2 separate regions of the Macaca mulatta genome follow, and region 1 is linked to region 2. A link is a contact called in public Hi-C data. All regions are on one chromosome and are shown on one strand. The core of a region is the stretch at or near the end of the contact, and the rest is flanking DNA. Distances in the headings are between cores, read along the strand shown. Region 1 holds the start of SMIM14 (small integral membrane protein 14). Region 2 holds the start of UGDH (UDP-glucose 6-dehydrogenase).

The links. A called contact is a pair of places that touch in the nucleus more often than the background predicts.
Region 1: a Hi-C map of liver shows a contact between it and region 2, with 2.8 times the contacts expected there. The contact joins the promoter of SMIM14 here to the promoter of UGDH in region 2. A contact is called at or near these places in 3 of 14 Hi-C or Micro-C datasets (fetal cortex germinal zone, fetal cortical plate and liver).

What each region holds. Positions count from the first base shown.
Region 1 is chr5:38,842,900-38,847,420 of T2T-MMU8v2.0, forward strand. It overlaps SMIM14 (small integral membrane protein 14), which reads right to left and starts at 3,034. Exons shown (of 5, transcript XM_015138214.3): 1 at 2,908-3,034.
Region 2 is chr5:38,736,822-38,740,743 of T2T-MMU8v2.0, forward strand. It overlaps UGDH (UDP-glucose 6-dehydrogenase), which reads right to left and starts at 1,735. Exons shown (of 12, transcript NM_001261103.1): 1 at 1,427-1,735. LOC114678106 reads left to right here and starts at 1,077. Exons shown (of 4, transcript XM_028848163.2): 1 at 1,077-1,164; 2 at 1,273-1,547; 3 at 1,715-2,480. The coding sequence starts at 1,077.

The sequences.
Region 1 (4,521 bases), core at 1,784-4,283, 110 kb after region 2:
TTCCATAGCAGGCTCTTTTGGTGCCAACTGGTAACTCAATGTATATTAAGTGTGATGTGGGCCAGGCGAAGTGGCTCACACCTGTAATCCCAACACTGTGGGAGGCCAAGGTGGGCAGATCATTTGAGGTCAGGAATTTGACACCAGCCTGGCCAACATGGTAAAACCCCGTCTCTACTAAAAATACAAAAATTAGTCGGGCGTGATGGTGTGCACCTGTAGTCCCAGCTACTCAGGAGGCTGAGGTTGGAGAATTGCTTGAACCCGGGAGGCAGAGGTTGCAGTGAGCTGAGATCCACCACTGCACTCCAGCCTGTACAATAGAGCAAGACTCCATCTCCCCCCCCCCCACAAAAAAAGTGTGATGTGTAAAGTTAAAATCTTCCAGGACCTTACTGCCTGGATCCTGAACATCTGATCAGCATTTGGAACAGGGTATAACTACGGAATAGAACTAAATCTTTACCCAAATCAAACCACTGAGTTAGCAAAAACTACTTAAACTTTCATATTATCCTCAGGCTGTGCTTTCTTTCCCAAGAGCCAAACAAGTGAGGCCTTACTTTGCCACACAATGCATATTAATTTCTTAAATCGTGCATTATCATAGAGATTTGTCAGGAAACCTTTTAAAACCATGCTTTTAATAATTATGGTTTGCCAAACATAGAAGTCCTCCATTATCCACAAGGGATACACTCAGAGAAACCCCAGTGGGCTGGACCTGGTGGCTCAGCATGCCTGTAATCCTGGCATTTTGGGAGGCTGAGGCCGGAAGATCACTTGAGATCAGGAGTTTGAGACCAGCCTGGACAACACAGTGAGATCTCGTCTCTATTAAATTTTAAAATTAAAAAATTATAAAACAACCCCCTCGTGGATGCCTAAAGCCCATATAGTGAACCCTATATATGGACTGTTTTTTTCCTATACACATCTATGATAAAATTTATAAATTAGGCACAGTAAGAGATTGACAACAGTTAATAATAAAATAGAACAGTTATAACAATATACTATAATAAAAGTAATGTGAATGTGGTCTCTGAAAATATTATTGTATTTTCGAACTGTGGTTGACCACAGAAACTGAAACTCGGGAAACCCCTAAAAGTGAAACCACGGATAAGCGGGCACTACTGTACAGTGAATACTCCCTAAAATTTAAGGTCCGAAGTCCATGTCTGAAAACTTTAAATTATTACTCAAAAAAGAAGTATTAGAATGTGAAAAAGCAGGTTACGTACTGAAAAGCATATGTGGTATGATACCACATTTGTATAAAATATATAAATGCAAAAAAGTAGTTTAGAAGGGTATAAACTAACATTTTGGTGATCTTTGGGTGGCAAGATTATTGATTTTTTTTCCCATCTGCTTTTATCAACATTTTCTCTATTACACAAAGTATTTCGTATAACCAAAAATATTAGTTATAGGCTAGCATAAAAGGTAAAAAGCTGAAAAAGAACTTCAAGAAATTTTTCCTTCTTCTAAATCAGAAGGATTCCAACTGCAGTAGTAAGAAAAAAAGATCTCAATGGCAAACACTGAAGAAAAGACTGGTTAAGAGGTTCATGTTATACCACAAGGACATACCCTTCAAGGAAATAATCTAAACTCGTAACTCTTACTGGTTTGATAAGGAGCAATTAACTATCACGTACTGTTGTTCTTTCTTGCTGTTAACCACACAAACACCTCAATTAATGAGTTCTCGGGGGCGGGGGTGAAGCGGTGTTCTTTTTAAAATCCATGTTGGAAAAAAGAGGAAAAAAAAGTTAGGACAAAAAGGTTTGGTTTTCTGGTCGCAGTGCTGTGGAGGGCCGCGGAGAGCGGCAAGTTCGGAGCAGGCTACACTAAAGGAATCTGCGCGGCCAGCCACCCTAAATGGAAGGGAATGCAAAGCCTCCTGCAACCTCCACAGCGCCGGGCGGCGAGAATGCCTCCTAAGCGTCGCAAGACTCCAACACCTGGAAGGTCTTACGCTTTCCAAGTTATGTGTACAGCTGCTAACTGTTTCTGACAATAACACACAAGAACTGGAAGGACTCTTCTGCAAATGTAGCTATTACGTGTGTGAAGCTCAACCAACTCTCTCGATGCAAAAGTAAGACATTCTAATAAGGCCACAGCCTCGGTTTTGCCAACTGGGGTAACTGAAAACATCCTACCGACTCTCTACAGCTAACAAACCGTCTCTGCTAAAATCCTGGCACATATAAACAGCCACTTTGGTGAAGTCTGCCTTTAAACAGCAACACGGGACTTCGGGTACAGCTGGTAACCAGTTTATCACACACTATTAGTTCCAATAAAAGGTGCTGCTACCTCTTCACTGTCAGCCTTGGTTCCACCTACTGAACAAACAGAAAAAGGGGATCCTTTAAATTCGCGACACAATAGGAGCTAAAAAGCTCTCGCTTTCAGGGTGGCAGCTTTCTTGTCTCACTTATCACAACAAAGGATGCATCCTAGTGACTTCACCGTACCCAGAAAGGGCTGAGGGAGACGGTAAACAAGATAGTGTGGATTTCGGGATTTGTGAGTTTTTCCTTCCAGCTACGACTCTCTTTTTACTCCATTATACGTCTCCACCCGTGTCGACAATCTGATCCTAAAAATAAAACCATCCGTGGCTACCTTGCCCTTTCCTGCCAAGCACCGACTCTGACATCCTGCAGAGAAAGCCCAATTGCAGACTCTGCGGGGGGCGCGGGCTCGGCAGCAGCGGAGCTTCTCCCAGTGCAGAATCGCCAGCCCGGCCGGGGAATCGCTAAGCCCGAGAAACAGCCCTGTTCTGCCGCAGCCGCCGCAGTCCCCGAGAGCCTGGGGAGCCCCCAGGAAAAACTGGGGCGAGGGAAGGGTGAGCCAGCAAACGCTGGTGGGAGAGGGGGAGACACTCACCCGCCCAGACAACAACCGATGGGGCGGGGAGGATGGGGGCCGGGACCGAGGCTCGGCAGAAAGACCGCCTGGAGCTTCCAGAAGGCTGCGGCTGCTCCGGACGCTGCTGCCGCTGCCGCTCCTGGCTGCCGGCTTCCTCCCCCTCCTCTGTTTTGATTCGAGTGACCACGTCACTCTTAGCCACAAGACCCGGATCTGATGGCTCCCGCGGGCGGCAGTGCAACAGATGGCAGCGCCTGGAGACTCCAGCGGCCCCGCCTGCCGAGCATGCGCACGCCCAGCGCCTGCCTTGTGCGTCTCGGGAAGCCCGGCGGGAGCCTGCGGCTTCAGACGCCTACGACACGCTGTGCGTGGGGGCGCGGAGCGCGGGGGATGTAGTTCCGGTTGGGAGGGGTGTGGCTGAGGACTGTGAAGCAATCGGGGCGAGGCCGGTTGTGTGTTGAACTCTTCCGCGTAGCCTGTTTCGTCGGCGGCGGACAGTGTTTTCTAATGTGTCTCCCTTTGCCCGAGCTAAAGGTTTTCCTCGACGGAGTCTTTAGAATACCGTGGTAGATGTAGACGTGGTTACAGATTGATGTTTGTTGAGGCAGTCTACCCCTGTAGAGTGCTTTTGGTTACTCAGGCGCGGATGGAAATTGGAGATGGGGATTACAAAAATACATCAAATGTGGCAGTTATTGGTTTCCTTTACCCTAACATGTTTGCACCGGAAACGACCAAAATTAAGTTCAACAGGAATATTAGTAAAGGAAATATGTAGTCGGGCTTGGTGGCTCATGCCTGTAATCCCAGCACTTCGGGAGGCCGAGGAGGGCGGATCACTTGAGGTCAGGAGTCCGAGACCAGCCTGGCTAACATGGTGAAAACCCATCTCTACTAAAAACACAAAAATTAACCAGGCGTGGTGGTGCCCGCTTGTTGTCCCAGCTACTCGGGGTGCTGAGGTGGAAGAATCGCTTAAACCCGGGAGGCGGAGGTTGCAGTGAGCCGAGATCGCGCGCGCCACTGCACTCCAGCCTGGGTGATAGTGAGACTGTCTCAAACTGCATAATTAAAGATATGTGACCAAAGATGACTTGCTAGTCAGGAGATAGTAGGGAAGTAGGAGGGAATGCTGTGGCTAGGCAGCCAGCCGGCCCAAGTCTTCGTTGGTTTGGTTGTAGAGCTGGAATAAGGGTGCTGTTTCTACCCAATTTTCTTTTTAGAGCAAGTTGGTGCTTCCTACTCTCCCATTCTAGCCTCTGAGTCTCCCCGCTAAATTTTGGGGACCCTGGAAATTAACCAATTTGGCAAAATGCAGAACTATATTGTTTTCTTAGGTCCTTCAGTTGGCAAACTTTAATTAAAATGGGACAAGTGACGAAGTAAAAGTGAGTCCCAAACAAAGATTTCACAAATGTGCCTCTTTGCCAGTCTTGACGGAGAGGTGAAAGCTGCAAGCTTTCTTAACTCAGATTTGATGACTTTTTCACCTACCCAGACTTCCACCTCAGCTGTTTGGTTAATTACCCCTCAACAAGCTGAATCACCTTCCCCAAATTAGTATAATTTACAAGAGATTTTTACTTAAAGTGGATCTTGAACACAGGTAAAGGTTTCTAGAAAATTAGAGGT
Region 2 (3,922 bases), core at 485-2,984:
GCTGTCAGAGACATGAGAGTGTCTCCTTATTAAATGGGTTATTTTGAAATGAGTTTTTACCTCTGTATTTTGGGAGAGTCACAACAAACCAAACCATTCCAAAACTACTCTTCATGTAAAATTTCATAAATTCAAATAAACATTTCAACCCAGAAGGGGTCACTAACAAATAACAAATGCCCTACTACAATCTAAACAGAAAATAATCCTTCTAGCCCCAGCTCTCCACAGCATACTTTGCATAGGTACCCAGGAGCTAACGATAGGCATTATAGTTGGATACATCAGCTTCAAACATTTTAATCATTTCCAGAAATTAAACAGTAAAAGATGCCTGAACAGAGAAAAATATTTAATCAGTAAGAAAGCCGGTATTAATTTTATGTCTAAGGGTTATCATCTAAAGCTGTGGAAGTAAACAAGAAGGAAGATGGATTATGCTTATCCAGTTAATAGATTTTGTTAGAAAAACGAGTACAGCAATGGGAGAAGAAATGAGATCTTTTCAACCAGGGTTGTCTATCCCTTACCTTAAACTGGATCCTGGCCACTAACAAGCACATCTCAGAGCAGACAGTCAGCTCTTTGATTTCCAGAATCCCCCTGAAGAAAGACTACTGTTCTCCATTTCTTAGGGGATTTGAAGAAAATCAAGGGTTCACTGTGTCTTTGAGGACTGTCGATAGACAACTACTGCTCTGTATGCCCATGAATAGATCCCTACCAGCGAACCCCTCTTTTCTCCATACTAGAATTCATAACCCTACTAAGTTATCTTCCTGTATATTTATAGGACGTATAATTTTTCAAGATCTCACACAAACATGGTCTCCCGAGACACCCAGGAAAGGCCTTCCCCGACATCAAACAGAGTAATTCTATGGTGTGGGGGTCCAACAATGGATTCCAGGACATCCCAGATACATATCACGATAGTCTCAGGATTTTGCTCTCAAGAGGGCTTTCTGGCTTCGTTTCTATTTGGTTTCTTAAGAGAGGCGGCAAGAGAAAAGCAGGAGCCCCTCAGGTGAGCAGACTCTTAAACACAAACAAAAGACTACGATTCTGCGGCCAAAATGTGGTCCCCAACGAGAGAACCGCTTCCTGTGGTGGGCGTTCGGCTTTGGAGGCGGCAGGGAAATCTCATCCAAGTCAGGAAAGTGGGTAAAAGCAGAAAGAGAAGGGGCTGGAAGACTCGCGAGTCTTGAATAAGAAGCCCAGGCTACCCCATCCCTAGGACAGCAGTTCCAAAATGCGGTTCCCGCCCTAAAGCCCAAAGAGACAAAGGTCGTGAGTCGGGAAGCCCGGGACCCAGCGCAGCGAGCAACCGGGAGCAGCGCACACCCCAGCCCCGCTCCCTCCACATCCCGCCCAGACCTGGATCATCCCGCACGGGCGGCGGGGCCAGCCTGGGAGCGGCGCTTACCCACTTCCCAGCAGCAAGCGCAGGGACCGCTCTTATCCCGATCGTCCGGACAGCACCTTCCTATGGGCCGCGCTGCCGCAGCTTCTCCACCCGCGCCCAGCTCCGTCTGAGCTCCCTCTCGGCGAACGCCCCTCCCTCAGGCTGCCACGCGCTACACTCCTGAGTCCCGGGCCTCAGCCCGTATTTAAAGGCTTCTGCCTGAGAAGGCGGAGGCTTCATTCCCCCGCAGCCAGGCCCTCCTGGACTCTGCCCTCAGCCGCTTTCTAGCTCCCCCTCCCACTACACAAGGCCCAGGGCCGGGTCCCTATTTCCTACAGGGCCCAGGGGCGGGGAGACGGGGGCTGGTCCTGGCGGGGAGGGCCTGCCCCGCCCCTGACCGAGCTAGGCAAATCCGCTTGGGCCAGCTCAGCCGCTCCGCCCCTACCGCGAGCGGCGCTGGGCGGGACTGCGTGCGTGGCGTGTCCGCTGGACCAGGGGACTGGGGCAATCGGAGGTGTAGGCCCTTTGCTCGCCTACCCGGAGGTCGTGGGTAGCGGAGGGGTCAAGACTTGTTGTCTAGCAGCCGTCTCCCCGCCGCCCTGTCCTGGCCGAAGCAAAGGCCGCGTGCGGTCCGCGTCTGCCAGGCTTCAGGGCTGCGCGGGTACTGGGTGGGTGGTGGGCCGGGCGACCGGAAGATCCTGGCCGCCTTTCCGGTCGCCTCAGCACCCTGGAGCGCAGCCCTCGGGTTTCGGTCCCCTGGACTCTGCAGGTCGGTCCCGGTGGCGGATTATCCTCGCCCACAACCTCGAGGCCCCTGGGTCAACCACGCCTTCCGGGCCGGCAACCCAAGGTTTAGTCAGATTCCTCCAGACCCATCGCTTCTGGGAAAGAGGCGCCTCCCGTCAGGAGGATGCTGAGTTCCTCATGACTGGACCAGTGAGTGTCCACTCCCTGGTCCCTGGCGGGAGAGGCGGGACCCCCACGCCCTCCCGTTGCTCTTTGCAGAGATGTTCCTCAGGCCCAGTCCGGGATTTGGGATGTCTGTGCATGCTGTGGAGCAGAGAGTATGCAACATGTAAGTGCCGTGCGTGAGGAAGAGTACAATTAACCTATGGAGCCTGCTCATTTTTAATGTGGAGGGCATTTCTGTTCCTTTCTTTCGCCACTTCGAGGTCTTTTTAACTAAACCTCAAATCTAAGATATAAGAAAAAAAAGCCAGGCATAGTCATGGCCTTTTATTTCCCTCATTAAGGATTACATCAGGTGACGTAAGCCATTTTAACATACATCATGAAGAAAATGATTAGTAATTTATAAAGGCACATTAAAATACCATATAAGTCACGGTTTTCTTGATAGGATCATGATGGCGACTTCAAGAAAGTCGTTGAATGTGGATGAAATAGTTTGCTGTGGATTGTAGCACATGTAGCAGGATATGTAGGCTGGCTTGTTGTTTGAGACGGAGTCTCCCTCTCGAAGCCCAGGCTGGAGTGCAGTGGCGAGATCTCCGCTCACCGCAACCTCCTCCTCCCGGATTCAAGCGATTCTCCTGCCTCAGCCTCCCGAGTAGCTGGGACGACAGGCTCCCACAACCATGCCCGGCTAATTTTTGTATTTTTAATAGAGATGGGGTTTTGCCATGTTGACCAGGCTGGTCTCAAACTCCTGACCTCAGGTGATTCGCCCGCCTCGGCCTCCCAAAGTGCTGGGATTACAGGTGTGAGCCACGGTGCTTGGCCAGTAATATGTAGGCTTTCTACATTCTATGCAGTTCAGTTCATTCATCCAACAAATATTTAATGCCTGTTGTGTGTCAGACGTTATCCTAAAGGCTGAAGATACAAAAGGGATTAAGACTCAATTCCTTTGGCCGGGCACGGTGGTTTACGCCTGTAATCCCAGCACTTTGGGAGGCCATAGCAGGTGAATCACCTGAGGTCAGGAGTTCCAGACCAGCCTGGCCAACATGGTGAAACCCCCCCGCCCCCCCGCCTCTACTAAAAATACAAAAAGTTAGCCGGGCAAGGTGGTGGGCACCTGTAATCCCACCTACTCAGGAGGCTAAGGCATGAGAATTGCTTGAACTCAGGGGCCGGAGGTTGCAGTGAGCCGAGATCGCACCACTGCCTTCCAGCCTGGGGAACAGAACGAGACTCCGTCTCAAAAAAATAACCAGACAAGAAAGACTTATTGCCTTCTTGCAAAGCTGACAGGTTGAGTGGAAGAGATATATAAAGTAATTGCAGTACATAAGTGCTATAGTAGGGCATCTTTTTGAACTTGGGACATATGTAGATTTAAGTTACCTAATACAATTTGCTTTGTAATAAAAACCACTTATCTATGATTAGTCCCTTCATTTTGAATTCAAAATTTTTCTACTTAGTATTCACCTCACTTTTTTTTTTTTTTTTTTTTAGTATTTTGGTAGAATCAGACTCTTCAAAATGGTTAATAGGATTTCAGAAATTAAATCAATTATCAGTGCCAGCTAGAATGGACCTTTGGATTTA